3 separate regions of the Zea mays genome follow, and regions 2 and 3 are each linked to region 1. A link is a contact called in public Hi-C data. All regions are on one chromosome and are shown on one strand. The core of a region is the stretch at or near the end of the contact, and the rest is flanking DNA. Distances in the headings are between cores, read along the strand shown. Region 1 holds the start of LOC100279191. Region 2 holds the start of LOC103627622 (inorganic pyrophosphatase TTM1). Region 3 holds the start of LOC100216759 (Dof zinc finger protein DOF2.1).

Region 1 (4,580 bases), core at 600-3,099:
GTGTGGCACACTCGCTCGCCAACCGCCTTTTTCTCTTGTAGACGAGGCGACTAGACATCTGAAGCCAAATAAACAAAATACGTACTCCAGAAGGGAAGAAAATAAAGATCGCTAGGGAAGGGGTGAAAGTGAAGGCGTGACAATGGTAGTGGCAGACCCATGGCACACCAATGGAGTGGCCTGACGATGGTGTTTTGCGGAAGGGGCCCCAGCGTCCTCAATTCCCAAAGCTGTCCAGCATCTGATGACCGTTCTGCCCCCCCTACGCGTTGGTGCGTGAAACCACGGTTTTTACCGGACAGCTAGACCCCCCCTAGCTAGTGTCTTCGTGCTATGGGATGGAATGGAAGGACGTTACTGCTAGTAGCTGTGGCACCTACTAGTAGGCAGGTAGCTTGGATTTTAGGGTGCCTCGGCCTGCACTGCACGTACGGCACAGATGCACTCACGCAGTTGATGGTTAAAGGCATTTTATTAAAAGGGATTCAGCAACGTTCCACAAACTCCGTCTCTAAAGGAAAGGAATATGAATCAATCTAGAGACTACGGTGTTTAGTTCCGGCATGACTGAGGTTGACTCGCCCCCAGCACAGTCGGGATACGTCGGGACCGTACGCGGTGGCGTGTCGTCGTGCTGATAGGGACTTCTCGGCGTCCCTTTGGTGTGCCGCACGTATGTCCGAACGTGGCTTGATGATGACACGTCTTAGCATAGTTGACGTGGGTTAACAGTGCTGGATCAGGACCTTCGCCTTGCTGAGTTGCTCGGACGTTCCGGTTCACAGGATCGCTCGACAGAGTCTTGGTCGTTATGGACTTAGTCACCCGTTCCACCTCATAGAGTTACTCGGCAGAGGACCTGGTCGAGCGCTACGCCTCGCAGTCGCAGGGTTGCTCAGCAGAGGGTCTGGTCGGCAAGTGAGCCGCTAAAAAGGTTTACTGGTCTAGCGAGTGACAATTGTGAGGCCACTTGCTTGATCAGGTGACGATGTGGACTGCATGTTGGCGTGTAATAGATTTTGAAAGGAAACAGGGACGGTCATATTTTACCATACGTACAGGTACATTGTCGGTACAGGTACTAGTACCGGCCAAGGGCGTAAATGCAGCAAGAGATGCGAGGCAGTAGGAGACGCGCATGGATGTACTTGGAGTCAATGTGGGGTTATACCACACAGCTGCACTTATTGCGGTGTGGTGAGTAGGTCACACTGGCACTGCCCACAACTGGGACTGGGAGCTAAACAGAGAGCCGCGGCGACGGCGAGTACGATTAAGCAAAGCTAAGCTAGGGCAGCGGAGAGAGGAAATGACAATGGCCATGGAGGAGGAGGAGTGTGGTGATGGTGGCTGGCCGGTAGGCCATAGTGCAGGTGTGGGAGGGGGTGAAACATGGCGCTGTCGGTGGACAAGGGCTTCTCCTCCCTCACACCGGTCACCACCCGCAAGTCACTCTCACCACTGCCTTGTGTGGGGGAGCGGTAGACTGGCTAGACTCATTCAAAATACACACCCAAAACAAGCCAGGCCTAGGCCTGCCTAGCCGGGTTCCCCTCTTCACTCTTCAACTCTCCCTTTGTCGTTGTTCCCTTCTTCCTCCTCCTTGCTCTCGGTAAGGGTGCAAGCATAGATGGATGATGGATGGAAAAGATGGATATGTTTTTTCCTCTATAACTAGCTAGTAGCTCTCTATCTCTCTCAAGGAAACATTCCCCACTTTATTTGGGCCAAAACTGTTATTGCGATTGCTATGGTTAGTGTATTTTTATCGGTTCTTCGTAACGTAGCTCAACTTTACCGAGAAATATAATCCACATCACCATCTCCTTCTCCCTTCACCCTTGAGGCCAACACAACACCCCTATTTCTTCCCCAAAACCTACATGTAGAGCGCACAGCGACAGCAACACAGCCTCGCAAGAGAAAGCAAAGCAAAGTCAGGAGGGAAAGAAAGAAATCCTTTTCCTACACCTAAAGAGACCACCAAACCCTGCGAGCCAAAAAAAAAAAAGCCATGGAGTACAAGAGATCATCGCATGCGCAAGAGGAAGAAGAGGACGAGGAGGAGGAGGAAGAAGAAGACGACGAGAACGAGGAAGAAGAGGAGGATGAGGAGGAGGCCAGAGGCCTTCGCTACACCACGGCGGCGGTGGCACCCGTAGGCGCTCCACAGCAGCAGCAGGTGCACGCCCAAGCTCTTGGCCTCGGCTGCTCACACCCCTCCCAGCTGATGGATTCTGCCGCCTTCTCGAGGCCGCTCTTGCCTCCCAACTCATCTCTGGTGATGCAGCCACCGCTGCCTCCACCAGGCTTCCCGCCGGCTCACCGCCAACAACCGCCGCATGCGCAGCTCCATCCGAGGAAAGCGGAGAGGGAGAGGGACAGAGCCGCGGGAGCGCAGCCCCATGTCCGGCGCCACCACCAAGAACCAGCCAAGAATGGCGTTCTCGGCGGTGGCGCCGCGCCAACGTCGGCACCCTCTACGCTCGGCCTCGTGCCCGTGGTGGAAGCGGCCCAGCTGTGGAGGTACCGGGAGTGCCTGCGGAACCACGCGGCGCGGCTTGGCGCGCACGTGCTCGACGGCTGCTGCGAGTTCATGCCGTCCGGGGGCGACGGGGCCGCCGCGCTGGCCTGCGCCGCCTGCGGCTGCCACCGCAGCTTCCACAGACGCGAGGCGGTCCCCGGCGGCGGCGTGGCGGTATCGCCCTCGGCGGCGGTAACTCCCACCCCCACCGCCGGCGCCAACTCCTCCCGCGCCATTCCGCTGCTGCTGGCCCCGCCGCACATGCACACGCGCCCGCCGCACCACGTGCCGGCGTCCCCGGCGTCCGCGCCCGCCGCGCTGGCCGAGTCGTCCAGCGAGGAGCTGCGCGGCCCCGCGCCCGCGCCCGCGCCGCCGACGCACGCGCAGGTGGCCGTAGTAGGAGGGTCGGCCTCCGCTCCCCCCGCGCCGAGCAAGAAGCGTTTCCGGACCAAGTTCACGGCGGAGCAGAAGGACCTCATGCGCGAGTTCGCGCACCGCGTCGGGTGGCGCGTCCACAAGCCCGACGCCGACGCCGTGGACGCCTTCTGCGCCCAGGTCGGCGTCTCCCGGCGCGTCCTCAAGGTGTGGATGCACAACAACAAGCACCTCGCCAAGGTCCCGCCCTCGCCCCCATCCTCCTCCTACCCACAGCCACTGCCTCGCCACCACCCGCCTCCACCTCCGCTCCACATCCACCATCATCCGCCGCCGCAGCAGCAGCAGCAGCAGCAGCATGATGCATGAGTATCGAGTAGCCGCAGAGCAGCGCGAGAGGATCAGACGATGCCATTAGCTTATTAGCTCCTTTATTTATCCTTCTTCTTCTTCTTCTTCTTCCCTTGTAATTTCAGTGACATCCCAGTTGTTAAGGAGTTGACTCATCATGCAGCAGTTAGGAGGGATTAATATGATTGTGTGACCTAATCTCATCTCAGCCATACTCCTACTACAAGTCTTCCCCTCGTCCTCGTTGCTTTCTTGGACGACCTACCTCCATTATTAGGTTATTAGCGCTTGCATTGGTATCTTGCTTATGGTAATGACCTAATAATGATCACTGTGTTTTAGGGCTTCTCTCTCTCCTAGCGTCCTGTTCTCTCTCATAAAGAGATGGTTCATGCGCAGGCGCGCAGCTGTTGCGTGCAGTGTTGCTGCAACCCTGCATTGCCATTGCATTGCTTGATGCAACGCTCTCTCGGGCGCCACCGCCTTTTGACTTTGCTTTTTGGGCTTGTTGGATTCCTTTTGGCAGAGCAGCCAGCCGCTCTCCAGAGCAACAGAGCGTTGTGCCGTGCTTCTGTGTGCAATTGCATTGGCATTGCATGCGCTGAGGGTTGGGTTTGGTGAGGGAGGGGGGGCCCTTTTGCTGGGAGGGGAATGTACTTAGGCGTGCAAAGTACGATTAGGAGGGGTCATTAAAGCAGGGTTCCTGGCTTCTAAGCCTACTATCTCGCAGCTAGCAGTTGCTTTCTGTCCTCTTCTGCTGTCTTGCAGCCGGAACCCCTTTCTTAAGGGCTTTTGCAGCCTTTTGTGAGGGCCAATTTTACTTGAGCTGCTTCTACATCTACTGGCTTTCTGCTTTAGAGCTAGTGCAGGTACAGTAGTGAGTATGGCACTGGGAGTACAGTAGAGTGCGCGGGCGCGGGGGGGCATCAGTGCATCACGTACTGCCTTTGGCCACAAGTGCAACATTACTGTTAGTCTGTTACTGTACCTGGAGTTGGGGCTTCAGCCAGAAGGCAGGTGTGTGTGCCATGTGAGTGTGAACTCCTGTGTCAGGGAGCTCAAAAGAGAGAGACAGAAGCCCTGTGTTGTATTCGAGTGTATGCTGCTGGATTATGGGGTATGCAGCAGGGTGAATGATGACATGTGAATTGTCGGCAGATGGAGGCTTGAACCCGAGCTATTCAAACATCGTTGTGTCTGATCTCTGATGTGCTAAAGGAGGAAAGGTGCGTTGTTGCCTTACTGGTAACGACGTCTCATCTCGTTTAGTCGTTTTATGTCACCAGCACAAGCATAACAACATATACAAAATGATAGAGCAGCAGCAGCC
Region 2 (4,580 bases), core at 543-3,042, 250 kb before region 1:
CAGTGGTATGCAGTTTCCAAATGACCAAATGTGCAACACCACAGCTCAAGATATATGTAACATAACTATCTCCTATTATTTTTTCAGAAGTTTTGTTGCTGTGAAGAAAGTGGTATATGCCTAGTAACCAGGAACAGGGAACTTTGCCATGTTCCTCATTCCAGGATCGTTTGTTCCATTCCGGGAACGCAGGAACAATATCGTCCCCATGGTATTAAAATCCTTGTTTAGTGGCGCACCACGTACCGCATTTCCGTTCCTCGACCCGTCGATCCGGGAACTTGGTTATACGGATTAAAGAAACTATAAGACAATATGCAAAGTGCTTGGTGATTAGAATTACCATCAAAATTGCCATCGACTATGCGAGTTGCGTCATTATAGTTGTCCATTGATATCACAGCAACATCAGGCATGAAATTGACCACCTTCTCAGTGAACACAGTCTTCCCAGCACCAGAGGGGCCAGCAACACCAACAAATATTATCCCGTCATTGTGCTGTGCCAAAAGCTGGCAAGCACGGATCACAACAAAGAAGCCTTTCTCAAAAGACAGTGGATCATGGAAGCGGACGATCTCATAGCGATCTGAATCTTTCCTTTTCACCAATTGGACCTTGTCACGCAAAAGGTTGTGCCGCCTCCTTGGTGAGTCAGCCATGGAATCATGTTGGTCCATTTTATTCTTCAGGATGCAATTGTAGTCTACAGTCTGCACAACAGATGGAAATAGAAAATTAAAGATATAATAGAGCTATGTGAATTCAGGGTTCCCTAAGAGGCTCAAAACATAGACTGATTGGCTTCAAGGTCGGTGTCACCGAACCGAACTGCCGAATCCAATTATATTGTACTTCCTACTTCCTAGCCCCTTTTCATTGTTTCTTTCACTTTTCCTTTATCTAACTTTTGTAACATACTTTCATGTAACTCTGTACTTGATGTTTACTTTTAGCGCATATTCTACAATGCAGTGAGAACGCCAGCTATTAAGTGCAGAACAATAATTGAGCGCTAACGAAGAACAAGGGGCGGACCCAGTAAAGGACGTGGGTGCCCAATATTTTTTGCCAAAAAAAATGAAGTTGTAAGTTAGTAAGCATGTGTATACACTCGTAATTAGATCAGATCCGAATACGAAATAGCCAAGTAGCTTAAGCGAGGGTTCGGATGGGGTTTCGCACAGCATGAATCGGGTGATCGGTTTCGCACAGCATGAATGGGAGAGGGAGGTTGCGGATACCTAGTGGGTGCTCGTTGGCGGCAAGCGAGGGAGGCCTGGCGAAGGGACCGACGAATACCTGGGCACCTGGCTTAGGGCGACGGCGGCTGTTGCCTTGCCGCGGGAGGGAAAGGACGCGTACGCCTTGCCGCACGAGACAGATCACGCGGGGTGAACCGGAGATGGAATTATGGAAAGGCAGGGGGTGAGTTCAGAACAAGAGAAATACCACAGTTCTCAGGCCCGGGAAGCGATGACGACGACCACCACGAGCAGGACCAGAGAGTTCCTCTCGGTGGTGTCCAACTCCTCACGTGCTTGGGTCGGCGCTGGACGCTCGGCGGCGCTGGCAAGGCCGAATTTGAGCACGGCGGTGTGGGTCGTGGACGGAGGAGGATGCTTCGATGTTAGTGCTACCAAGGGCCGGGATGGACATGGACGTGACTAGTGCTATGTGCTACCAAAGGCGTATGTGTAAAATTTATATGAGTCCTGCTTTATAGCTAACCGTTAAACGTTTTTATAGATTCGCTTCAATAAAAATCATCTATATTAACATAAATACAGAATCGATCGAATCATCATGTTAGTAAAAAACATCCCTTCCTAAACCTTAAACCCTACGAATCCTTCAACTTTCTCCACACACACATAACCCCGTGATATTCATATTCTCAGTTAAATTATCCATGAATCCAAGTTTTTATAAAAGGTTTTTAGAAAAAAAAATTGTACCAAACAGTTATATAGCTGAGGCAATGGAGTAAAACGAGATGGAAACGTAGAATGAGAACCGGTCTCGCGACCAATAGCGCATTGCCTTCTCAGGAATAGTTGTTGCTATGGCTCTATTCTTTACTCTCGTTTAGCCAAGTTGGGTGATTTTTGTATGGCTCTTTTTGCTCTTCTTAGAAATTGTATTGTGCTTTTTGCTCTTTTTTCTTGGAAAAAAATCAACGGACGAAGAAAAAGAAGTAAAGAACATTGAACAAGAGGACAACCCGTCCTGGAACACCAGGTTGAAAAGCAGTGCGGAGCGCGATTATTCCGTGCTCTATATCGTATACGATACAACTTGACTAGCCGAGTCACACCTCCCAAAAATGCTCGGCAAGACGGCAAACCTATAAGGCAGATTCTCTCTCGCACTCTCGCTTGCCTTTCCAGGAAAGTGACGTGCTCACAACCTCTGGCCAAACATCTAGCAAATTGCTGTAAGAGAAAGTACAAATTCTCAAGTCTTGTGATCTTTTTCTTCTTTTCTTATAAGAGATCCTGTGCCTTCGACAACAAATTGCCGAAAACACACGGTAATGGAAGGAAAGCAGAGCATCTCAACCTCGAACACAGACGTACTGACCACATTATTAGAAATACCAATAAGGCAACAAAACAACAAAAAGAATCCAAACCCCTTTCCTCCCCGTCACACTGTCAATCTGGTCAGACAGAGCATCTACTGGTGCAGTACGGATAAACGAGAAAGTTTCCAGATCAGATGCACATCGAACGATCTACACGAACCTTGTCGCCAACAAAAGCTGGATGATTTTCCATCAGTCATTTAAAAAGCTGGCAACAACGTTGTGCTTGTGCACATCTGATTAGCTTGGAACAACAGAAGTATCCACTGACGAGCCTTCATGGCCATCCTTTATCTCTATACTAACTAGTCTACTGGTGCTCACCACTTTACTTGCCGGCCAGAAATTCGCGAGCATAATCTGAGTATACTGTACCGTGCAATTTGATAACATGTTATTCTCAAGAAATTCAACCAGTTCACTACTTCAATTCATGGTACAGCTGCAGAGCATCTTATGCTATGTCCTCTGGACCCAAAATTCAAGTACATGAACATCCCAAAGAAAAACACTAAAATGAAACAAATTCTTTTGAGCTTGCTGCGAGAGAGCACCAAGACAATTGTTGACCTTTGCCAGTACTCCCCTCCCTCACAATCTGTTGCTCTTCATGAGCTCTATAAACTCACCGAAGGCTGTAAAGCACAAAAGACGAATCGAGACATCAGCTAAATCACATTAAGATAGCAGTACGTTCTACACCATGGTGGATCAACAGAAGATTCTAGCAAAAGAAATGTACCTGTGTCGGAATCATGCGGACCTGGGGAAGACTCAGGATGGTACTGGAGAGACACAAGCTTCATCTTGGCGTACTGAAGGCCAGCACAACTATTGTCGTTGAGATTGACGTGAGTTACTTCTGCTCCTTCTGGAAGTGATTCTGGGTCAACTGCGTAGTTATGGTTCTACATGGAACGAAAACGAAACATGCTTTAGGACAATACAGATTACAAATACAAGCTAGGAAGCATCACAGGTACCAAAAAAAAAGTGATTTCAGATTCTCAGTAACATGGACTAGAGAAAAGTAACAGCATGGATACTACCATACTTAGAAGGTAAAACATAATCTTCTTGGCGGGAACCCCCACTCATTTCAACCAATAACTGATTTTATATCTCAACTGACTTGTCATATTTACTCTCACCCTAGCATGTTATACTGCTATTGGTTGTAGCATTGCCTAACAAAACAAAACTACAATTCTATATGAAGACTCTGAGAAACTCAAATTTACTTAAGGAACAGATGGAAGACGTGCAGCACCTCTCACAACAAATAGAGAATTAGAGATACAACAATAGCCGGTGGTCATTGCAAGGAGAATTAACATAAAGTAGTAATTATTTAAACCCAACTCTTTTTTAAGCTGAATGAAGACTGAGCTGGCTCAGCTTATGGGTGTGTATGTATGCCCAGACCACCAAATTTCAAAAACTCGTAAAGTCTAATCTGTCAATCTGGTGATAATTTCTTTCTTAATATCGAAGACACTTAGTTCCTCCTAAGTTGTTTTTAACAGACATGACTCACATAAAGCATAACAAAAGTAAGAGGTAGGAACAAACCTGTGCACTTATGTCTACACGCCCACTACGGAGATCACAGACAGGGTGATTCCCACCATGATGACCAAATTTCATTTTAAATGTCTTCCCACCAAGCGCCTGCCCAATCAATTGGTGGCCCATACAGATGCCGAAAACAGGAACCTTTCCAATTATGTCTTGTACTGTCTTCACAGCATAGGGAACTGCAGCTGGATCTCCAGGACCATTGCTAAAAAGAACACCATTAGGCTTCAAATTGAGTACCTCTGAAGCAGGCCAATTTGCTGGAACAACTGTTATTTTGCATCCATATGATGTCAATCGTCTCAAAATATTATGTTTGATACCAAAGTCATAGGCAACCACCTACAAAAGAAATGAAGTGAATATCATGTACAATATTCATGTTGGACATGTAGGAAATAGTGTCAATACTGAC
Region 3 (4,580 bases), core at 1,249-3,748, 180 kb before region 1:
AGCCGTCCCGTCTCCCGAGTCCCCCCCCCCCCTCCGGCCCCTCCCGCATCGTCCGGTCCGCCCAACCGCGCGTGGCTGCACCGTCCAAACGATATGTCACGCGCCGCATTTGCTCCTGGGCGGCGTACGGGACCCGGCGCTCTGTCGCCGCCGCCAGCCCGGCCCGGTCGAGGGCGACCGGTCACACACGCCTGTCGCGGGGAATTTCACCTGGGCTGCCTACCGTGCCGACACGGTGCAAGGGGGAGGCGTAGGTGCTGCTGCGCCTGCGCGGCTCCGGTTCGCCGCTCACGCTACTGGCTACAGTAGTGCGGTCGCGGCGTGGCGCCGGGCCTGCCGCCTGCCAGGTGAGGGAACAGTACGAGAGGACGGGAGAGCTAGCTACGCTCGGGGGCGCACGCGCGCACCGGCACTAGGCGTAGGCGAGCTGACAGAGGCCCGGACTGGGCCGCGGTTGGCCTAGCTAGCTGCCGGCCGGTGGTGCGGTGTGGCGTGGCGTCTGGTTGCCGCGTCGCTCGTTGCGTCAATTTCTCACGCGTGCTCTCGTCCACTCTTCCAAGGATGGCGTGGCCAGGATGCTTGCGATGGGAGAACCGAGAACCTGATCGATGATCACCATTCCCCCGATGGTCTGGAATATATATATAGCTGTGTGGCTTAAAGACCACACACGCCGACACGCGCGCCATAGATGATGAGCCCAGCTTGCATTGGGTTTACAGCACTAGTACACTACTAGCATAGTACTAGTATACATCAGTTTACCTGAAGGCTTGCTAGTTGCTACAGCAACTTCTCTGAGTGCTCTGGCCAAACTGCATGCCGGTCCTATACTGACCTTCAGCTTGTCAGCTGCAGTACGTGTGATGTGGGCGTAGCTCTGCCAACGCATGTTTTTTCGCATAAACTAAACTCACAGGCATGAGGCATCGGGACACAGCACACGCATCCACGAACGAACAGCAACTTGCATCCACACCGGACAACAGTGCAAGAGCAGTGTGGAAACGCGATGCAAGCACCGTACGTACACAGACCATATATTCATATCATGAGGCCGTGGTGACACCAGCAAGCAGGATCGAAGGAGAGCGCCGAAACGCCTGACGGCGACGGGCATGCGCGACGAGCCCATGCATGCATCTGGTGGCCAGAACCAGAGACAACAAGTCGACCGACGACGACGACCAGTGGCCGCAGAGGATGACTGATCTGGCGAGCGAGCTAGCACTAGTAGGGAATGCGAATGGATACCTTGCTTGCGGACGGCGAGCTCGCAAAAGGCCAAGCTAAAGCGCAAAAGCGGGACAAAATTTTGAATCAGGAAAGGGAGAGATGCTTCGGCTCTGCTATCCTTGTCTCTTCTTTGCTACTACATGCCTTTCGAACCTCCGAAAGCATGCTTTTGAACGGCCCCGCCCCGAGACCATACATACCACCGCCCGCCCGGCGCCATACATACACGTACCTAGACCGCCGTAGTCCAGGTGAAATTCTGTACTACGTAGTATGTATATTTTTATTTAGAATAGGATGACCGACGACGACGGACGGAGAGGCGCCCGGGCCGATCGGGGTGAAGACGAACCTGCAACGCATGGGCCCAGGGCCCCCCAAATTGTAGTGTGCTTTCGGTTTTCTAGCCTATTCCTCACAGGGACCGAAATATTCCACGTGGCCGGGATGGTATCGTCATGGCTACGCATGACCATGATATATGCGACGTCACTACGTCAGTTTGTCATTGTAGTAGCTCTTTTCAGCTAGGGAATTAGTGGAAACAGCTGCGGCCCCTGATTTAAGTTGGTCACAATGCCACATGCATGCATTAATGATAATGTCACTCTACCCTCGGTCTTCTATAATAATTTAAAACATTTTTTTGAATGATTTGACATCTTATTTTAGGGTACAAACTGTAGTAGCATGGCATAAATGTCATGAAAAGAAAATATTACCAAATGAAGTACAAGTAATTTTTTTAGGAAAGCGTCGTTCGGAAAAATAAAATAAAATAAAATAAATAGCACACATTTTGGGAGAATGGATCGTGTGTGCCAAAGATCATTTCAATTCAAAGCTCACACGCTACTACCAGCAGCAAGTGCAGGTTGCTAGTAGCGCCTAGCGCGCGGTAGCAGACGCAGGCACGCCGCACGCAGCGTCCACTCGGTCCACATGGCAAAGTTTGACCAAAGTCTCCAAACACACATACTACACACCGCTAGACCGCCAAAGTGTGACTGGTAGTACTAGATGATGAGAGCCAGCCAGCAGCGTAGGGCCCTAGCCGAGCCGGAGTAGTAGGCTGGTGAAGTGAAGGCCGCCGAGCCAGGACGGACCGACAGCCGCGCACGCCTCGGGACGCGAGCCGGCGGCGGGCCCATGGCATGGGGCTGCGGGGACCGCGGCAGTGTGGCGTGGGGAAGCCGACGCGACGAGCTAGGCCGACCCGCCCGCCTTCCACTCTTCTCTTCCGGCCTCCGGCTCTCTACTCCCCGGCTCCCCGCTCCCACCCAGGTCCTAGGCTCCCCTCCCGGTCCCGGACGCGTCTCCTCCGTTCACCACGCTGCCGGAGTGCCGGGCGCTTCTGGCCCCGACACCGTGGGCCACCCCGGCCCTTGTGCGCGCTCTCTCTCTCTCTCTCTCTCTCTCTCTCTCTCTCTCTCTCGTAGCGAATAGCGATCTATCTATCACTCGGGGTTGGGGTCGGGCGCGCAACTTTTCCTTCCTTCTTATTGACATCTCCCAGAGCTCTCTCGCTCGCATCTCTCCACCAACCGGCGGCACCACCAGATTCCTCTCTTCCTCTGCTCTAGCTTCTTCTAGCTAGCCCCCTCCTTCGCACCACGCACTATTATCTCATCCGTTCTTTCCTTCAGTCTATGTTTATTTGCTCTGCACATCATCGCTCGGTGGCCCTGTCCTCGCTACCTTCCAATTAGTCGGCAAGGCAAAGGCACCGGCAGAGAGGAAGAAGGCCAGTTCTATAGTATATATGACGATCAGGGTAATGAACTAGCTACCGGCTGCACAGTTTTGTGGGGGTGTGTCCGCGTGGTGTGTTGTGTGTGTCTAGCTAGCTAGGTTTTGCGTGTGGCTCGTCGATCTGCTTGGCAGAACAGACCACGGCGATCGTCACGTTTGGCTAGGGTACTCGGCTAGTGACCGACGTATTCTGATGATGGCCGGGGCACCGCCGATGCACATCTGCCTGGACTCGGACTGGCTCAAGGTACGTACCATGATCTGGCATCTATCCCTCGTCGCACAAGAAGTTTGTTCTTAATTTGTGATTACCTCATTATCTGGCATCTATCCCTCCTGTGCATACATATAATTCATGCATGCATCTCCCGGTCTCCCCAGGCCCAGGACATGGGATCTGACCAATATACATATACATGAGCCCTAGCCGTCTGTCACACGCGCGCGGTAGTACAATTCCTTGCATCCCTGGTTCACTTCTCCTCCTCCCCCCCTATGTTTTCTGTTCGTCAAGATTTCGTAAGGCCTATATATAGTTATATACCAGATATCATTAATTAGGCTAGCAGTTGTGTGATATTTTTTCTGGTTCGTTAATTCATGCATGTCTTGCTTCCCAATCGATCCTTTTGTGTGTTTGTGTGTGTACATGCGTGTAGGCAGCTCACTCCTCTTTGTTGATCTCTGCACTATATATGTCTCCTTGATTGCTATTTTTTTGTCATCAACAATGGTTGTTTAGTAGCATATATGGTTAATATTATCAAAGGTACATTTACAGCGTAAGATCGACGGTCTGGCACATTTATAGCCTTGAGGAAACTAGTGTTTCTTTTGATGAACTATTATCAACTCAGAAACATGTGGCAGCATGCATTTCTTTCACTTGCTGTAGTTTTAGTATAAACTTTTTTTTCTTTCTAAATTTGATTAAATATATATAATAATACCAATACTTACAAGGCCTATTAGTAACTACTATTAGATTAGTTATAAAATATACTTTAATCATAAACTTGTTTGAAGATACAAATATTAATATTATTTGTTATATACTTTATCAAATTTATAAAATTTTGATTTCACGACAAATTTAATGAACATCTATTTTAGGATTGAGGGAGTGCTCTTTTAATTTTTTGTGCAGTAGTTTTCATTGACGGCCCATTTGGATCTATTCGTTTTGAAGGAATTAGAATTTACTTAATATAGTAGTCTATTTGGCTTGAAATTTGATATTTTACCGCTTTTCAAAGCTTAGATATAAGCACATCTCAAATTCATAGAGGTGGAGTATGGAAAATGATTTTACGTATCAACGAAATATGTTTCTACTCTGTAACTTATAAGTCGCTCTTCGGTTCACTCATCTATATTAAAAATGTATCACATGAATATCTCTCCCATATTGCAAATAATAGTATACAGACCATAATAGTTTAATTGTTTTTTTTTGCTTAAATTACTATTATTAGAATGGAATTCAATTCTAAGGATCCAAAGGGCGTGACATTTTTCTTTTCTAGCTACCTACGTTGCTTACACCAGGATCCAATAAGGCCGCAAGTGAATCATTATATACTTGCACTAAC

Evidence for each region. Hi-C and Micro-C count contacts between places; a contact is called where the count stands out from the background.
Region 2: a Hi-C map of ear shows a contact between it and region 1, with 2.0 times the contacts expected there. The contact joins the promoter of LOC103627622 here to the promoter of LOC100279191 in region 1. A contact is called at or near these places in 2 of 25 Hi-C or Micro-C datasets (ear and leaf).
Region 3: a Hi-C map of ear shows a contact between it and region 1, with 1.9 times the contacts expected there. The contact joins the promoter of LOC100216759 here to the promoter of LOC100279191 in region 1. A contact is called at or near these places in 6 of 25 Hi-C or Micro-C datasets (bundle sheath, ear, leaf and 2 more).

The regions. Positions count from the first base shown.
Region 1 is chr5:209,307,168-209,311,747 of Zm-B73-REFERENCE-NAM-5.0, reverse strand. LOC100279191 reads left to right here and starts at 1,849. Exons shown (of 2, transcript NM_001152215.2): 1 at 1,849-2,182; 2 at 2,291-3,596. The coding sequence starts at 2,015. The coding sequence ends at 3,268.
Region 2 is chr5:209,561,236-209,565,815 of Zm-B73-REFERENCE-NAM-5.0, reverse strand. LOC103627622 (inorganic pyrophosphatase TTM1) reads right to left here and starts at 1,792. Exons shown (of 14, transcript XR_004849688.1): 1 at 1,453-1,792; 2 at 1,303-1,367; 3 at 344-713. LOC100273931 (carbamoyl-phosphate synthase small chain) reads right to left here. Exons shown (of 11, transcript NM_001148323.1): 9 at 4,160-4,507; 10 at 3,330-3,495; 11 at 2,961-3,222. The coding sequence ends at 3,179.
Region 3 is chr5:209,486,225-209,490,804 of Zm-B73-REFERENCE-NAM-5.0, reverse strand. It overlaps LOC100216759 (Dof zinc finger protein DOF2.1), which reads left to right and starts at 2,498. Exons shown (of 2, transcript NM_001143160.1): 1 at 2,498-3,235. The coding sequence starts at 3,182.